2 separate regions of the Zea mays genome follow, and region 1 is linked to region 2. The links are chromatin contacts, called in public Hi-C maps. All regions are on one chromosome and are shown on one strand. Each heading gives the region's core, a stretch centred on a gene start, on an enhancer-like site or on the middle of the called end of the contact. The rest is flanking DNA. Distances are from core to core; before and after follow the strand shown. Region 1 holds the start of LOC100276648. Region 2 holds the start of LOC103655008 (tropinone reductase homolog At5g06060).

The links. A called contact is a pair of places that touch in the nucleus more often than the background predicts.
Region 1: a Hi-C map of endosperm shows a contact between it and region 2, with 3 times the contacts expected there. The contact joins the promoter of LOC100276648 here to the promoter of LOC103655008 in region 2. A contact is called at or near these places in 3 of 25 Hi-C or Micro-C datasets (ear, endosperm and tassel).

The regions. Positions count from the first base shown.
Region 1 is chr4:1,341,113-1,345,447 of Zm-B73-REFERENCE-NAM-5.0, forward strand. LOC100276648 reads left to right here and starts at 2,723. Exons shown (of 5, transcript NM_001150385.2): 1 at 2,723-2,859; 2 at 2,965-3,039; 3 at 3,227-3,286; 4 at 3,444-3,584; 5 at 3,709-3,862. The coding sequence starts at 2,784. The coding sequence ends at 3,767.
Region 2 is chr4:640,210-644,114 of Zm-B73-REFERENCE-NAM-5.0, forward strand. LOC103655008 (tropinone reductase homolog At5g06060) reads right to left here and starts at 1,889. Exons shown (of 2, transcript XM_008681830.2): 1 at 1,579-1,889; 2 at 284-1,489. The coding sequence starts at 1,691. The coding sequence ends at 751. LOC542766 (c-4 methylsterol oxidase) reads left to right here. Exons shown (of 7, transcript NM_001279592.2): 6 at 61-141; 7 at 215-583. The coding sequence ends at 284.

The DNA.
Region 1 (4,335 bases), core at 1,473-3,972, 700 kb after region 2:
ATATCAGAAGACGACTTGATTCATGTCGGCATGCTAGAGAGACGGGTGTAATAACAGTAGATTACATCAAGTCTGAAAGGAACCTTGCTGATCCTTTCACCAAAGGGCTGGCTCAAAAGCCAATCCAAGCAGCGTGCATGGGAATGGGACTCGTACCCTGTTAGCGGTTTCAACTGCGGATAACTGTCCTGTGTGACCGGAGATCCCGAGATCCAGGCTCCAGGAAACGAAGCACTGTGAAACCAAGAGCACAAACGATAAAGAGTCTCATGAGCTGCTGTGCTCTGTCTGTATGGCAGGTTGAGCGATATGCTCTTAATGAAGTCAATGCTATAAGCAGGGAAATTGTCCTACAGAATTTCCTTAACGATTTCACCTATATGAGCTGACTGTGGGGTCGCAGTCCGGGAGAGAATGGGGTTTTCTCTCTAGTGAGCTCATGAAAAGATATCAAAGGGCATGACCGTAACGCCCTGCCCCGTAAGAGAAGCAGATAATCTGCCTAGTACTATGTGCCCTTTGTGCGAAGATTCTCACACTAGGGTTTGTGGATCAAGGCGTAGTCCTCCGCTTACTCGTGCAGGGTTGGAACACTCTGGGATAGGCTTTGGTTCAAACCTAACAAGTACCTCTGCCGAAAAGTAGTATATAAACAGTACGGGAGCTCAATGACATTGATCAGAAAATAAGAGTGAAAATGGTGGGGATTGCTGTTCATTTTAAGTATTTTCCCTTTATTTTCTTAAAAAAAACGGAAAAGCCAGCCGAGCTGGGCCGCTCCAGGCCCACGGCCGAGCAGCCCAGCAAGGCCAGCCAGCCGAGCGCAGGCCGAGCGGAACGCGCGTGGGCGAGCGCGCCCACGATCGAGCGGCTGGGGGCTTGCGCGTTTGGATCGGACGGACGCGTACGAGATGGGGTAGAGGGGCTAGCGGACGGTTCCAGCGGATTCGGAGAAGGCCAAGCGTCTGGGTGGCGGCGGCGTTCAACGGATGACGATCCGCGCGGCTCGCTCGTCCGGAATCTCGGTGAAATCCGTTTGCCTTCTCCCATCTCAGCTCCTTAAAATGGAACTCGATCCCCTGGTTCTAGGGCTTCATCCCTCAGAGACGCAAGACTCTTTCTCCTCTCTCTGTTCGCTACTGTGGTTCGGCTCGGTTCACTGGTTTGGTTCCCAGCCATCCGGTGGTGTTCCTAGCTGATAGAAATTGAAGGAGGAAGGAGGTGGTGCTGTGCTCGTGACTTCTTGTGCTCTGTTGCTATTCCAGTGCGCCTGTTTGGGTGCTCTGTCTGCTCTGATTATTGTCCACCGTGGCCTGGTGCTTGGGCTCTCTGCTGCGCGGTGTTCATCTTCTCGGGCTGGTGCCGTGGACGTCTCCCTCGGCTCCGGCAGCGGCTCTAGTATCTCCGTCCACCTCCCGCCGTGCAGGCCCGGACGTGGGCGGCGGAATTGGTTTTCTGGGACAGAACTTCGTGTTCGCTGAGCTGGTCTTCCCACGTAGACAATCTACGTGCTGTGAGTTACCCGTTGCCTCGCTTATTTTTTGAGTAATTTTGTGCAATTTGCTAGTATTATTTACTTGGGTGTGATTGCACAATTTGTGGGCGGATTTGATTGCTCGATGATGATAGCGGTGTAGTGAGACGACGTGACAGTCTGGGTTTTAGTGTGTTGTTATTTTCAGCATTGATATTATTTGTGCCTAGTTATTTCTTACTATTGTGCAAGCTGATTATTTAAGTTCATTATTGTTCCTTAATTCTTATGCACACTGTTTTGATCTTAATATTCATGCTTGATTTCTAGGCTCATAATATTTGTTCTAAAACCATGTTTTGGTAAGATAGGACTGTCACGTTAGTCGAGGATCTTTGATCACTTTTTAGCGTTGGAGGGCTGTCTATTGCAGCAACCCGCTATTTTGAGAGTAATATTTTAATATAAACAATCATGTTTATTTGTTTAATCTGCCTTCTTCATCTACTTGCCATGTTTAATTTGCAATTGGATTTGAGTAGCTATATTACATGTTTTCATGTCCTGGAATTGCTACTGTTCATTGCTGTTATAATTACATATGGCATTTATCTGAGTTATATGCTTGTTTTATTCGGAATTAGAATATTTAATTTATTTAAATATGTTGAAAGCATGTCACTTATTTCTCTAAATTTACAACAATGTATTTATAAAAGTCATACATAATTATAATTTAAAATGGAGGATTACTCAAGGAAAAGTACAAGAAAGTACCAAATTCATGTGACAACTATCTATATCTTATATTTTAATAAAAATAAAGGGTAAATTAATAATGTATGATTGAGAAGGCAAGAAAACAGTGTAGGGACGAAAGAACAATCACTTGGTCGAGAGTATGAAGCAGTTTGCAGTGGGATTTTCTTGCAAATTAGGAGCAAAGGGAGTTGGGGAATTAGGCCAAATGAGATAATAATAAATAAATAAAAATGGGAGATGACAGAAAAAGGACGAGAATTATTTGTTTTTTAAATATTAAGTGGTAAATGACGACAAATTGAAGGAATAAAAAAAAAGAAAGCATGATATAAGTGAGAGACAATATGGACCAAGGGACAAAAATGAAGAGGAGTGAAGGATCGTCTAGTCTCAATTGTTGGGCCATGCTTGCTTGAAGCCCAGAAGGGCAAAATGATCCAAAGCCTGAAAAAGTGGTATCCCACTGCATTATCCAGAACCGAAAAAAAAAACTCTGCGGAGATTGACCGACCACCACCACCGCCTGCGTTCCCGCGCCGCCACCGCCATGGCTGCCGCTGCCCCCCATGCATACTCCTCCCTCGTGCCTGTTTCGGCTGCGCGGCCTCTCTCCGGAAGCACAGGTGAGTCCGTTCGTCCCACCCTCGTCGCTCGAGTTAGAGATTTATTATTATATCAATCGGTTGTGAAACAGATAAATCTAACGCTCACTTCGCGATCTCTACTAGTTTCTTTCGGTGCTTCGTGCCACAAGTGGAGGAAGGTTCCGGCATGGCGACTCCACTGTGTTGCTGAAGACGAAGGTCAGTGTAGTGGCATCAGATCTGGAATTCTCAGAAATGGTTATCTTATCTCATGATTTCTTTAAGCACTTGGTTTTTTTAGAAGATAGTGGATTGAACATTGTTTCTTGAAATTTAGTTGTTTTTTTCCGTATACTTCTCCAAACAGGCCTGCTTGACTACATTATGTGCATATTGTGATTCTCAGCAGAGGAAGTCAAAGATTTTGGAGTCAATATGGCACTATCCATGCTAAAATTTTACAAACGTAAGTTCATTTGTAGTTTGCAGTCTGAGTTTTTTTTTCCTGCTTCATTCCTGGGATTTGAGAAATAATAATTAACATCACAATAATTGTGAACTTGCTTTTAAGAACAATCCCATTTCTATATAGATTAATCATCAGCCCTGCTTTGCGTGAACAGGAGAAATATCACCTTTACTACCTTCAAGCTGCCGATATGTACCAACTTGCAGTGAGTACTCTATGCAGGCGTACAAACGATATGGTGTTGTAAAGGGTTCCATCTTGACTGCTTGGCGCCTTTGCCGTTGTAATCCTCTTGGTATGTAGTTTTTTTTCTCTATGTGCTTAGTTATCTCTGTTGTTTGACATTTTTCATATATGTATAGATCTGTGTCACATAACATTTAATTTGTGGGACTTAGACCTCTCTGATTTATATGCAGGTGGATATGGGTATGATCCTCCAAAATGGTTTGGCGAGGAAGATGTACCTCTGCAATAGTAATGCCTAGTAATTGAAAGTACAGGCATTGTAATTCTTCAGATCCAGACTTGCAGCAGTTTTTATGTAATTTACTGAAACTAAACCCAGAAACACAAGGATAAAATTCTGCAATATCTATGCACCTCTGAAGGAGCATGTATTTTTTTTGTGTATGCCTGTATGGTTATTTTATCTAGTTCTCGTGCAATTCCTCCAAGGTGATTGTATGAGCGAAATTCATTTATTACCTACAATTAACATCCATAATTCACCATATTCGCCTGTGTATTCTAGTCCGAGGATCCAACTATTTTTTCTCCAAAGATACTGATGACCCAACTGTCTTTTGCTGCTTCTAAAATCCATAAGGGCTTGTTCGGTTAGTAATGGATTGAAGGGGATTGGTGAGGATATTTCGAGAAAAAAGGGGATTGGTGAGGATTAAATCCCTTTCTAGTCAAAATTGAGTAGAAGGGGATTTAATCCCCCTCAATTCTCTCCGATCCAGATGCAACCGAACAAGGCCTAAAGAATTTTTCAGTGAAACAGATAGATGTATGGTTGTAGCTTGTAACACTTGTTAGGA
Region 2 (3,905 bases), core at 639-3,138:
TGCTTGTTTATTTGAAGCTGAACGTCTGGCCATTTGCTGAGCTTTTGTCATGGTGAATAGCTCGGACTTCCATGACTACCATCACCGTGTGCTGTACACAAAGTCAGGGAACTATGCCTCAACATTTGTTTACATGGACTGGTAAGGATCCGTGGCATGACTGTGTTGAGCTGTGCAGGGGCTCTGAAGTCTGAACTCATTGGTCGTGTTTCAGGTTGTTCGGCACGGACAAGGATTATCGCAAGGCAAAGACCATTGAGGAGAAAGAAGGGAAAAATCTGTAGATTGTGGAAGCTGCTCAGCAAGACTGGCGATAGAGTTTCACTCATGGAAGGAGATATGGATGCACCCTAGAAACAGTCAGTTTATCTCCTGACCATCGATACTATAGGTTGAGATATTGATTTCCTGTGTTTGCTATGATCAAGAATGAGGCCCTGGTGGCCCTGGTCTGTCATGAACTGAATTTGATGATTTGTCATCTCCTCCTGGTGGTTTGCTTTGCGTTTCTTTCGTGACTCGACGGGATGTATACATATGGAATGGCCTGGCAGCAGTAATAACCATCTGAATTGAGTCGTCAGCGATGGTGGGGGTAGCTTTGCACCCTAGAAACTTTCCTCTGCACGCTTGTGTATTTTGTTGGTAATCGATTCCGGAATTGCATTGTTCCTCGTACACGCGCACACAATTGATCTGCAGTGACTGTTCAATTCGCAAGCTGGAGTAGCAACAGAGGTTGCAATCCATTCACAGTTTGGCGGCAACGGTTCGTCCGCCATCGATGCAGATGACCTGGCCAGTAATGTAGGAGGCGGCGGGCATGCAGAGGAAGGCGACGAGCGCGGCCACCTCCTGTGGCGTGCCAAAGCGGCGCATGGGCACCCGCGACATCTCCATCTCCGCCAGCCTCCGTGCCCTGCTGGCGTCGCCCAGCGTCGTGCCAGAGATGCCTGTACTGTCGATGACCCCTGGCGCGACGCAGTTGACGCGGACGCCGTGCGGCGCCCACTCGGCAGCGAGGCTCCTGGTGAGCGGCTGCAGAGCGCCCTTGCTGACCGAGTAGGCGGACAGCGCCGGGTACGCGACGAAGGCCGCCACGGAGGACATGTGCACCACCACGGCGCCGCCCGCCCGCCGGAGGAGCGGGTGGGCGAGGCGGCTGAGGTGGAAGCACGAGTCCAGGTTGGTGGCCATGAGGTGGGCGTAGTCGTCGGGCGTGGTGGCCGCCGCCGGCCTGTACAGGGACCCGCCGGCGTTGTTGACGAGGATGTGGAGGCTGCCGTGGAAGATGTCGCGCACGGTGGCCACCAGGCTCTCCCTGTCGCGCTCCGAGGACACATCACAGACGGAGGTGGTGATCACGTCGCCGGCTTGGACTAGGCCCTTGTCGGCCCAGCGGCGCCGGCATGCGTCCAGGTCTCCGGCAGTGCGGGAGCAGGTGTGCACCCTGGCGCCAAGGCTCGCCAGCTCCTCCACGATCGCAAGCCTGCATCATATATATGCATGCATCGATCGACATGAGCATGAACTCGATATGCATAGATGATTGACACGCACGTATAGTACTACTACTACCCGATCCCTTTGGTTCCTCCGGTGACTAGTGCCGTCTTTCCTGCCAGGCTCCACCGCTGCCTCGCCTCCTCATTCTGTCTGCCGCCGCCGCTGCCTGATCCAGTCGCCGCCATGAGTGAATCCGATCGAGGAGTTACGCAACTTTAATGTCACCTGACGATTATCGGCTGAGAGAGAGATTTAATTATCACATACGTACTCCTACAGCATATATAGGCATCGATTCTTCCTTCCATGCCTGTCCGTATGTCTTCGGGCACCACGATTAATCGTCCCTTCTCAATGGCTCTGTGCACGGGGACCTTGGTATTGATGATTGTTTTGTCACCTCACATCCTCAGTTCCGTTCCAAAATCAACAACAACAACAACAACAACAACAACAACAAAGCCTTTTGTCCCAAGCACGTTGGGGTAGGCTAGAGATGAAACCCTGTATGAAAACCTCAGAGCTCAACCCCCAAAGAAAACAGGGGAAACAAAGGCAAAGGAGAACCGAAAACGACGAAACGGGGGAACACATAAAAGAGATAAAACCCACAAGAACCAGCAAGGTCTAAATGGGCACAAGAAAAGGTCAAACGATTAAGGAGGAAAAGCGGAACTATAAATCAAGGTTCTGGCACGTGAATTGCACACTTCCACCCCTTCCTATCCACGGCGAGCTCTTTATCAATATTCCACTCCTTCAGGTCCCTCTTCACTGCCTCTGTCCACGTCAAGGTTGGTCGACCTCTACCTCTCTTCACATTCTCGGGACGCCTAATTATTCCGATATGCACTGGTGCCTCTTCAGGTCTTCGTTGGATATGTCCAAACCATCTCAAACGATGTTGCATAAGCTTCTCCTCAATTGGCGCCACTCCTACTCTCTCTCGTATGTCATCATTCCGGACTCGGTCTCTCCTTGTGTGGCCACATATCCAGCGCAACATACGCATCTCTGCCACACACAGTTGTTGGACATGTCGTCTTTTAGTGGGCCAATATTCTGCTCCATACAACATAGCCGGCCGGATTGCTGTCCTGTAGAATTTGCCTTTTAGTTTGTGTGGCACCCGGGGGTCGCATAAGACACCCGCCGCTTGCCGCCACTTCAACCATCCAGCTTTAATTCTATGACTGACATCCTCATCGATGTCTCCATCCTTCTGAAGCATTGATCCTAAGTAACGAAAAGTGTCTTTCTTGGGTACCACTTGCCCATCAAGACTAACATCGCCATCTTCATACCCCATGGCATTGAAATCACACTTCATATACTCCGTTTTAGACCTACTAAGCCTAAAACCTTTTGCTTCCAGCGTCTGCCTCCACAATCCCAACTTTTGCGAAACACCACTCCTACTCTCCTCAATAAGTACCACATCATCGGCAAAAAGCATACACCACGGTATATCTCCTTGTATGTCCCTTGTGACCTCATCTATCACCAAAGCGAAAAGATAAGGGCTCAAAGCCGACCCTTGATGTAGTCCTATGTTAATTGGAAAGTCATCGGTGTCCCCATCACTTGTTCGGACACTTGTCACAACATTAGTGTACATATCTTTAATAAGATTAATGTACTTTGTTGCTACTTTGTGTTTTTCCAAGGCCCACCACATTACACTCCTGGGTACTTTGTCATAAGCCTTCTCCAAGTCTATGAAGACCATATGCAGGTCTTTCTTTTGTTCTCTGAATCTCTCCATAAGTTGTCTTAGTAAGAAAATGGCCTCCATAGTTGATCTCCCGGGCATGAAACCAAACTGATTTTGGGTCACGCTCGTCAGCTTTCGCAGGCGGTGTTCAATGACTCTCTCCCATAGCTTCATTGTATGGCTCATGAGTTTAATTCCACGGTAATTAGTACAACTTTGAACATCTCCTTTGTTCTTGAAGATTGGTACTAATGTACTCCGCCGCCACTCGTCGGGCATTCTGTTTGTCCGAAAGATGGTGTTGAAAAGCTTAGTCAGCCATACTATCGCTATGTCTCCAAGGCATCTCCATACCTCGATAGGGATACCATCAGGGCCCATCACCTTTCCTACCTTCATCCTTTTTAGCGCCTCCTTAACTTCATATTCTTGTATCCTTCGCACAAAACCCCTGTTGTTGTCATCGAATGGTTCGTCCAATTCTATTGTAGAACTCTCATTCCCTCCATTGAACAATTTGTTGAAGTACTCCTTCCATCTATTCTTGATCTCTTCATTCTTCACTAATAGTTGGTTTGCTTCATCCTTGATGCATTTGACTTGGTTGACATCCCTTGTCTTCCTTTCACGAATCTTGGCCATCCTATAGATATCCTTTTCTCCCTGCTTTGTGTCCAACCGTTGA